Linked DNA regions of Mus musculus: region 2 is linked to region 1. Evidence: chromatin contacts called from public promoter capture Hi-C data. All regions are on one chromosome and are shown on one strand. The core of a region is the stretch at or near the end of the contact, and the rest is flanking DNA. Distances in the headings are between cores, read along the strand shown.

Region 1 (3,205 bases), core at 384-2,883:
GACCAGGAACTTGTGAAGCCAGTCTTCCTGCCACCCTTCCAAAGGAGCCAGTTTACCCTATCACTGGCAGAAGAGACAAATAGCTGTCCGTGGTGTCAGTTAATGTACCAAAGCACGTGCTGGCCTCCAGACTCCCTCAGTGTCTCAGTTCCTTTGTGCATCTTGGAGTCCATGCTGGCATCTGGCTCTTCTCAACTTGCTTTTACTTTAAACTTCTCCAGCCCCTGGGCTCCGCACCTAGCTACTCATTTCTCCTTAGAACCCTAGGCAATGCTCCCTCTCTTTTGGTATTTTTCCTTTAGTCCTCTCTCTTGTCCTCGTTTGGTCACCTTGACTTGCATATTCTTTGTTCTCATTTCTTGTTCTCTCCTTTTCTCTCCTCTCATGACCAAATCAAGTCTGCTGGCCATGGCCAGTCTACCATTTTCTATCCCTGCTCTGAATTTTTCCAGATACCTCTGGCAGTTCCTTGCCTCACATCCACTATAAAAGCCTTTCCCTTCAAACATACCTTGCATCAGTCATGTCATCAGTTTGTACAATCTCAACATTTGTTTTTTGATATTTTTTTTTAAGTGAGCAGGCAGTTTCAGAGTGAAATCCACTGATTTCTGTGAAGACACTTTTGGAAAGTAAGTCCCCTACCACTTTAAAAATTCTAAAGGATGTATTCTTTGTATCAACTGACACAGTTTTATAAGGTCTGGTTTCAAAGGAGGGGAACTTAATTTTGGATTTGGTGTTGATCAGTGCATATATCAGCTGAGTGAGAATTTTTACCTTGTGGTGCTGAGCCAGGCCTTCAAGTGAGTCCTGTATGCCTGATGTGGAACAGATTTTGATATAAAAACAGGATTTGGTATTTGGATATCTTTGATCTAAGATTATCCAAAGGAATAATAATTGTCCTTAATAAACAAGTGATGGTTGAAGATAGGCAAACTGAAACAACAACAAAACATTCCTGATGCCAACTATTCAAGCCGATTCTAAAAAGAAATACATTATGTAAGTGTGAAAGTATTTCACTTTTTTTCTCATGCCAGGGTTTTTCTCATTTCTGTCAGCACTAGAAGCTTTAACATACGATAAAATTCTATTTTGTCAGTCTGAAATCCCATGGGAAAGAACACAAGAGACCTAATGGGTGCTAAATTTATAACCACAGATGTGTGGATTTTGATAGGCATTCAAACATTCTGTTGATTGCCCACATCAGCTCAGAGCCATGAGCTTGGCCAATTACTAATGAGTTCAGAGAACTTGGATGAGATCATTGTATGCAAATCTCGGAGGAGAGTGGGGGTTATGGCTTAACCCTAGTGGTAAAGTCCTTCTTGGCTGGGTCTTTGTTTTAGTTTTGTGTAATTATGGACTAGGCTTTGGGAATTTTTCCAGGAGCCCTCCATAAAGTGAATCAGATACATTTTGCTTTGCAGCCAATGTGCAGTTATGGTGGGACAGAAGTCAGTCGGTTGATGCTTACGTAAAAGGCCTGGAGATTCTAGGTCTGAAGCACTCCAAGGACCTCTTGAAATAAGACCATTGAAAGCACTGAGAGCCCTCCTTCACCTTCGAGTGTTGGTCCTGAGGTGGCACAGGAAAGTGACTGTTGAGGGTGTGGGGCTCTCAGAGGCCCTTCTCCTTGGGGCTGCATTTATGGGCATGGGAGCCAAGCATACCTAGAGACTGCAGTGTCTCACTCAGCTGCAAACAATTAGGGATCGTAGATCTGAAGGCCCTAAGCATTCTGTAATTCCAGGCTTCAGGGAACTCATAAAACCTCTCCTCCCAAGCTCACACCTTTGTCATTGATTAATTGGCAATCTTCAGAGGAAAACGTATGGGACCCAAAATCCACAGTTCTAATTTGTTCGTGTAGTGTTTCTAGAGTAGAACACACACACACAAATGTTTGCTCTAGACTGTTAACCCCACATCAAGCCCATAGACTGAGTGCTTGTGAAAGAAAAATGACCTGGCTCTCCTTACATCCAGAGATCTCTGTGCAACGTACGGAGCAGATCTTTCATGGACATTGTGCTCACTTTGTATTTGAACTAATGGCTAACGCTCAAGTGCAGTTGTTCATCAGGAACCACTGCAGTAGACCCATTGACAGCTTTATATAACAGCCCCAAATCAAGGAAGAAATTGATATTGAATGACTAATGAATGCAGTAAACTTCAATGATAGTTTGGATTAACCTGCAGTGTTTTGAAAGAATTGGTTCTTAATGAATTAGAGACCGGGAATCTGGGTGAGGCAGGCATCTGATTGTGTGACTTATTCTGAATCTCAGATGAAAGGCTAAAGAAAACAAGCTTTAGTGTATCGCAGATGGTTGTTAACCCAACATTTTTTTAAAACACCAAGATGACTTTAAAGAAAGCAGTACCCATGGGCAGTGCCTTTATTTCTTGAGTTTTAACAGTAATCACATGTTCTCTGATCAGCAGTGCTGGGCTCTGACTATACACACTGCCTGTAAGAACACGACCATTCTCTGCCAAGTATCTGGTAAGGCATAAATGTTTTGGGAACTTTTTCATCAGAAATAAATCCCTGACTGTCATAAAAACATCATGAGCCCAGTCAAGCCAGGATCAATAGTGGCTGCCTAGAGGCAGATAGATTAATCAAAACCACAGACCCTTCCTCCCACACGTCAGGAGCGAGAGGCTCCCATTTCTGTAGAATTTAAGCCATTATCCTGACCTGTGAGGGTATCTACATAGTAGATTTTTAATATTGAAAGCCCATCTGTTTTGTCCCCTTTTAAGAGATGACCCACTTTGTTTTGGTTTATGTTTTTGTCTGTGTACCTACGGTTATTTTAATCCATGTATTTCCTCTCTCTGCCATTCCTCAACTAAATTATTTAGTGAATGCACCAACCCGAGCCTTTGTTTGCTCTCTAATGCCTTTATGATGGGGTTTCTCTCCTCAGATGCCTCTGTCAAAGCTGTATTTTTGTGCACCTCTTTTAGATAGATCCTGATATACGCAGGTGCAGGTACAGCTGGAGCCATCTGGAGAGATTCCCTGTTCACCTGCAAGAGGACCAGCTTCGGTATTAAACCTGCATGCTCCTGGCAGGAAAGCCTAAGCTTAAGGAGCAGTGATGTTGACAGTAATGGAGATTGTACCTATCCTCTCTCTTCTGTTCCTTTGGCTTGATGAACTTTATAGAAAGTTGCTCAA
Region 2 (3,384 bases), core at 655-3,154, 360 kb before region 1:
AAGAGGCCTGTTTTCTAGTTGAAAGTTTCCCATCATGCCAGTCTCCTTCAGCCTGTGTCACTAAGGATTCCATTACAGTTAGTAGAGCAGTGGTCAAGGTCGGATAGAGAAAATCAACAGGGCTGAGTAAGCATGGTGTGTATACTTTAAAAAATTTTAAAGCCGAGTCTTGCACTTCAAGATACAGAATGTTGAGATATTATGAGAAGAACACACACCCATAGCTACTGCAGTAGCCCCAGTGCAGAGCCCTGGACTGCTTTATGCCAGTGAACAAGCAAGAGACATAGACCCTCTTAGCATAGTGTGCGCTAAAGTTTGTAAGGCAATAAATATCTCACATCCTTTCCCCTCAGCACATACATCTGCATTTAGAGAGGGAGGTTTCCTCCAGATATTGATCTCCAAAGGTGAGCTGCAACTTGTAGAATTCTTCATGTTCTAGGCAGGAGGACTGAGATGACATCAAAGGCAGATTGCGACGTGGTTTAATTGAGAATAAAAGTTATGCTTCCAGCCAAGCTGGTGTTTGTTTTCCACAAGTGTACTGATGTTTTCAGTCCCCTTTAGGTGGGGGTCACTTTAACACCAAATATGAAGTATGAATTTTGATGACTAATATTAGCAATATCTTTAAGATGCTAATGTCCTTCCCTGTTGATCATAATAGCTAGCCCTAAAATGTGTGTGTGTGTGAATAGAGTTTAGATAAAATAGTTATGCGATTACCTAATAGCCTCATTATCCTTCATGATACTTCTTTTTGAATTCTCAAGTGTTTTGTAATGCCTCTCAGCCTCCCTCCCCTCCCCCTCCCCTCCCTCTTTCCCTCTTTCTTTCTTACCCTGACATTTCCAGAAGCTAAAGAAATTTAAGAATTGCAGGATCTTGTAAAAGGTACAGGAAAGTACAAACTGTGTTTATTTGTTTTTAAATTTGTTATATAATTTAAAAAAAAAGATTCCCAGTGCAATTTCTTGGTCTATTACCCCTGACAGCTACGATTAATTATATTTTAACCTGTTAAGGGCTCACTTTCTCAAGTATATTAAACTAAGTTTTCTGCAAACACTGAACTCATCTGAGTAGTGGGGATGGGTGTCCAGGCAGACAGGAAGAAAAGCACACTCTTTCTCAGTAGACAGCCTTTCTTTGTCTCCCAGCCCTGGCCTTTGCACCTACACATTGCCTGGCATGACGGGGAGGCCAAGCAGATGGCCTTCGCTGTGGAAGCCAGGGCTCTGGGCCCACGAGATGAAACCTGCATGCTTGGGAAGGCTGAGACAGTCGCCAAGGTTTCATGTGTAATAAAGTACTCGCTGCCTCTCCAGTAATGATATCCTGGGGGCTGCTGTGAGGAGGTTCTTTTCACTAGAAACATACTCGTAGGAATTTAATACTATCTTGCTAAACCCTTTGATTGAATAAGGTTTTAATTTTTTAAAAAAAGAATTCTTCTTACTTTGTAGACTCCAAGATGTGAGCAAGTATGAATTCTTACTCTAGGATCAACATCTCTACTAAGCTCGGGATTCTTTTGCCTTCTTAATCACGCGCTTCAACAAATAAAATATCTTACCGTTGCCTGTCTTTTTTCTTTTTTTTTTTTCCCCCTTTTACAGCCTGCCTGAAATACTCTTCGGTTAAATAATATTTGTTAGGCTTTGATGCAATCAAGTGAAATTTGAGTCTTCGGAGCGATTCAGCCTCGCCTCGTGGAGACCGCACATGTGTGTCAGCTTTGAGTTTTTCTCACCAGTGTTTTACACATGAAATCTATTTTTCCTTGAGAAAATGGAATCTTTGTGTCTTTGTCTGGAAGGCTCGCTGTGCTCAGGCGTGTTCCGGCAGGAGCTGTGACTGCCAAGGCCCTGGGGGAGGGGCCTGGCAGTCATTTGTCAGCTGTCCTGCATCTGTAATTTCTGGCCACTCAGCACTATCAGAGTCTTAGAAACGGGGCCCGAAGGGTGGGGGAAAGAGCTTGTCATTGATGAAAGACAAACCCCAAATAACTGCCTGATGTTGATGACCAAAGGGAAGAGAGAGTATGAAAAACTTTTATTGTGTCCTTTAATGAAAAGGATTTTCATTTGAAATAGCTAATTTATGAAATTGCACATGGTAACATTTCCAGATCTCAGTCTAGAAAGGCCGTGTCCATATTGTGTTACCAATTTCACTGCTTTTACCTTGGCAAGCGCTCCTGAAAGTATTTTAATTTTCTGCCATTGACTTCTGGTTATTTCTGCTCTTGTGCCCTTGTAACAAAACTGACAGCACAATTAAACATCTGCATTTTAAAACTGGGTTTCTCCCCTGACTATTTTGCTTTGCTTCTAAAATTTCCAGATGTTTTGGGTTCTTTATGATTTTAATGTATGCAAATACATTTGCTTATACTTTAGAGAAAATGGAGAGGGAAGAGAGGGAGGGGAGGGAGAAGAGAGAGACAAAGACAGAGACACAGGGAGACTGAGAGAAACAGAGACAAGACAGAGTATATACTAACTTGGATTGAGCAGAAGAAAAGCTTAGTAATAATACATCAAGCAGCAAATCAATATTTTCCCCGTTTGTAGATTTACATTAGAATACATTGTGGTCCTTAGCACTTTACTATTTTATTTGAATTTTGCAACTCAGTTTTGTGACTAGAATTCGGGATTCACACCTCGGTGTCCTCATAACTGGGTAGAGGCATGCTACTCTCTGTCTTTTCATTTCAGGGAGAGATAAGTTGAGGGGTAGGAGAAGAAACAATGTATTTCAAATGAGCATATGGCTTTGTGGAACTTAAGGGGATTGTCAGTATCTTGCCGGAAGTGTTTGAACGTGAGGTATAAGAGTGTCCCTAACATTTTAAGGAAGTCCATTTCCCATAATTAATAACAGGAAACTGGTAAACAGATTCTTGTGTACAAGTGAATCCAAACGGTAACATAAACGAAAGCAAGGAAAGACCCAAACGCACCTCGTTCATTTACTCCCAAGGATTATGTTGTGGTATCCAAGTGGTTCAGGCCAGAAAGACTTAGGAGATGTGTGTTGCCATAATCCTTGGGAGTAAATGAGTACTCATTTTCCATTCCTGACTGTCTAGGACATGTGCTAGGGAGAGTGCAGCCATTTCTTCCATAGTCTAAGGTCTGCAAGGGATCTCAGACAACTGACATAGTTAGTAGAAAAATGGCAAGTAATTATGAAGGAAGACAATGTATTATAAAAATATTATTTTAATATGTTTAGGCCCATTTCTACTGTATCCTATGGGAGATGGTAAGACCTAGTAAGGGAATTTGTGTACATTTAAGGTGTTTGGAGAAGTCGATGAGTAGATTTGTGAGTCTCAAACTAAATGCATCATTAATTAGACAGATAACAGGG

Evidence for each region. Promoter capture Hi-C pulls out the DNA fragments that hold promoters and counts their contacts.
Region 2: a contact with region 1 is called in a promoter capture Hi-C map of cranial neural crest. The contact joins two enhancer-like sites. A contact is called at or near these places in 2 of 39 promoter capture datasets (the C10 cell line and cranial neural crest), 1 of 15 datasets of contacts at CTCF or cohesin (large pre-B cells), 1 of 484 Hi-C or Micro-C datasets (uterus) and 2 of 115 datasets of contacts at active chromatin or transcription factors (large pre-B cells and stem cell-derived neural progenitor cells).

Annotation. Positions count from the first base shown.
Region 1 is chr1:137,564,064-137,567,268 of GRCm38.p6, reverse strand. No RefSeq gene overlaps it. Among named protein-coding and RNA genes, the nearest start is that of Gm34306, 200 kb to the left of the region's middle. Within about 2 kb of position 1,633, at least 11 of the 459 cell types and tissues checked have an H3K27ac peak or open chromatin away from gene starts, as enhancers often do.
Region 2 is chr1:137,926,586-137,929,969 of GRCm38.p6, reverse strand. Gm4258 (a long non-coding RNA gene) reads right to left here. Exons shown (of 3, transcript XR_003948014.1): 2 at 1-3,384. Among named protein-coding and RNA genes, the nearest start is that of Gm4258, 30 kb to the right of the region's middle. Within about 2 kb of position 1,904, at least 141 of the 459 cell types and tissues checked have an H3K27ac peak or open chromatin away from gene starts, as enhancers often do.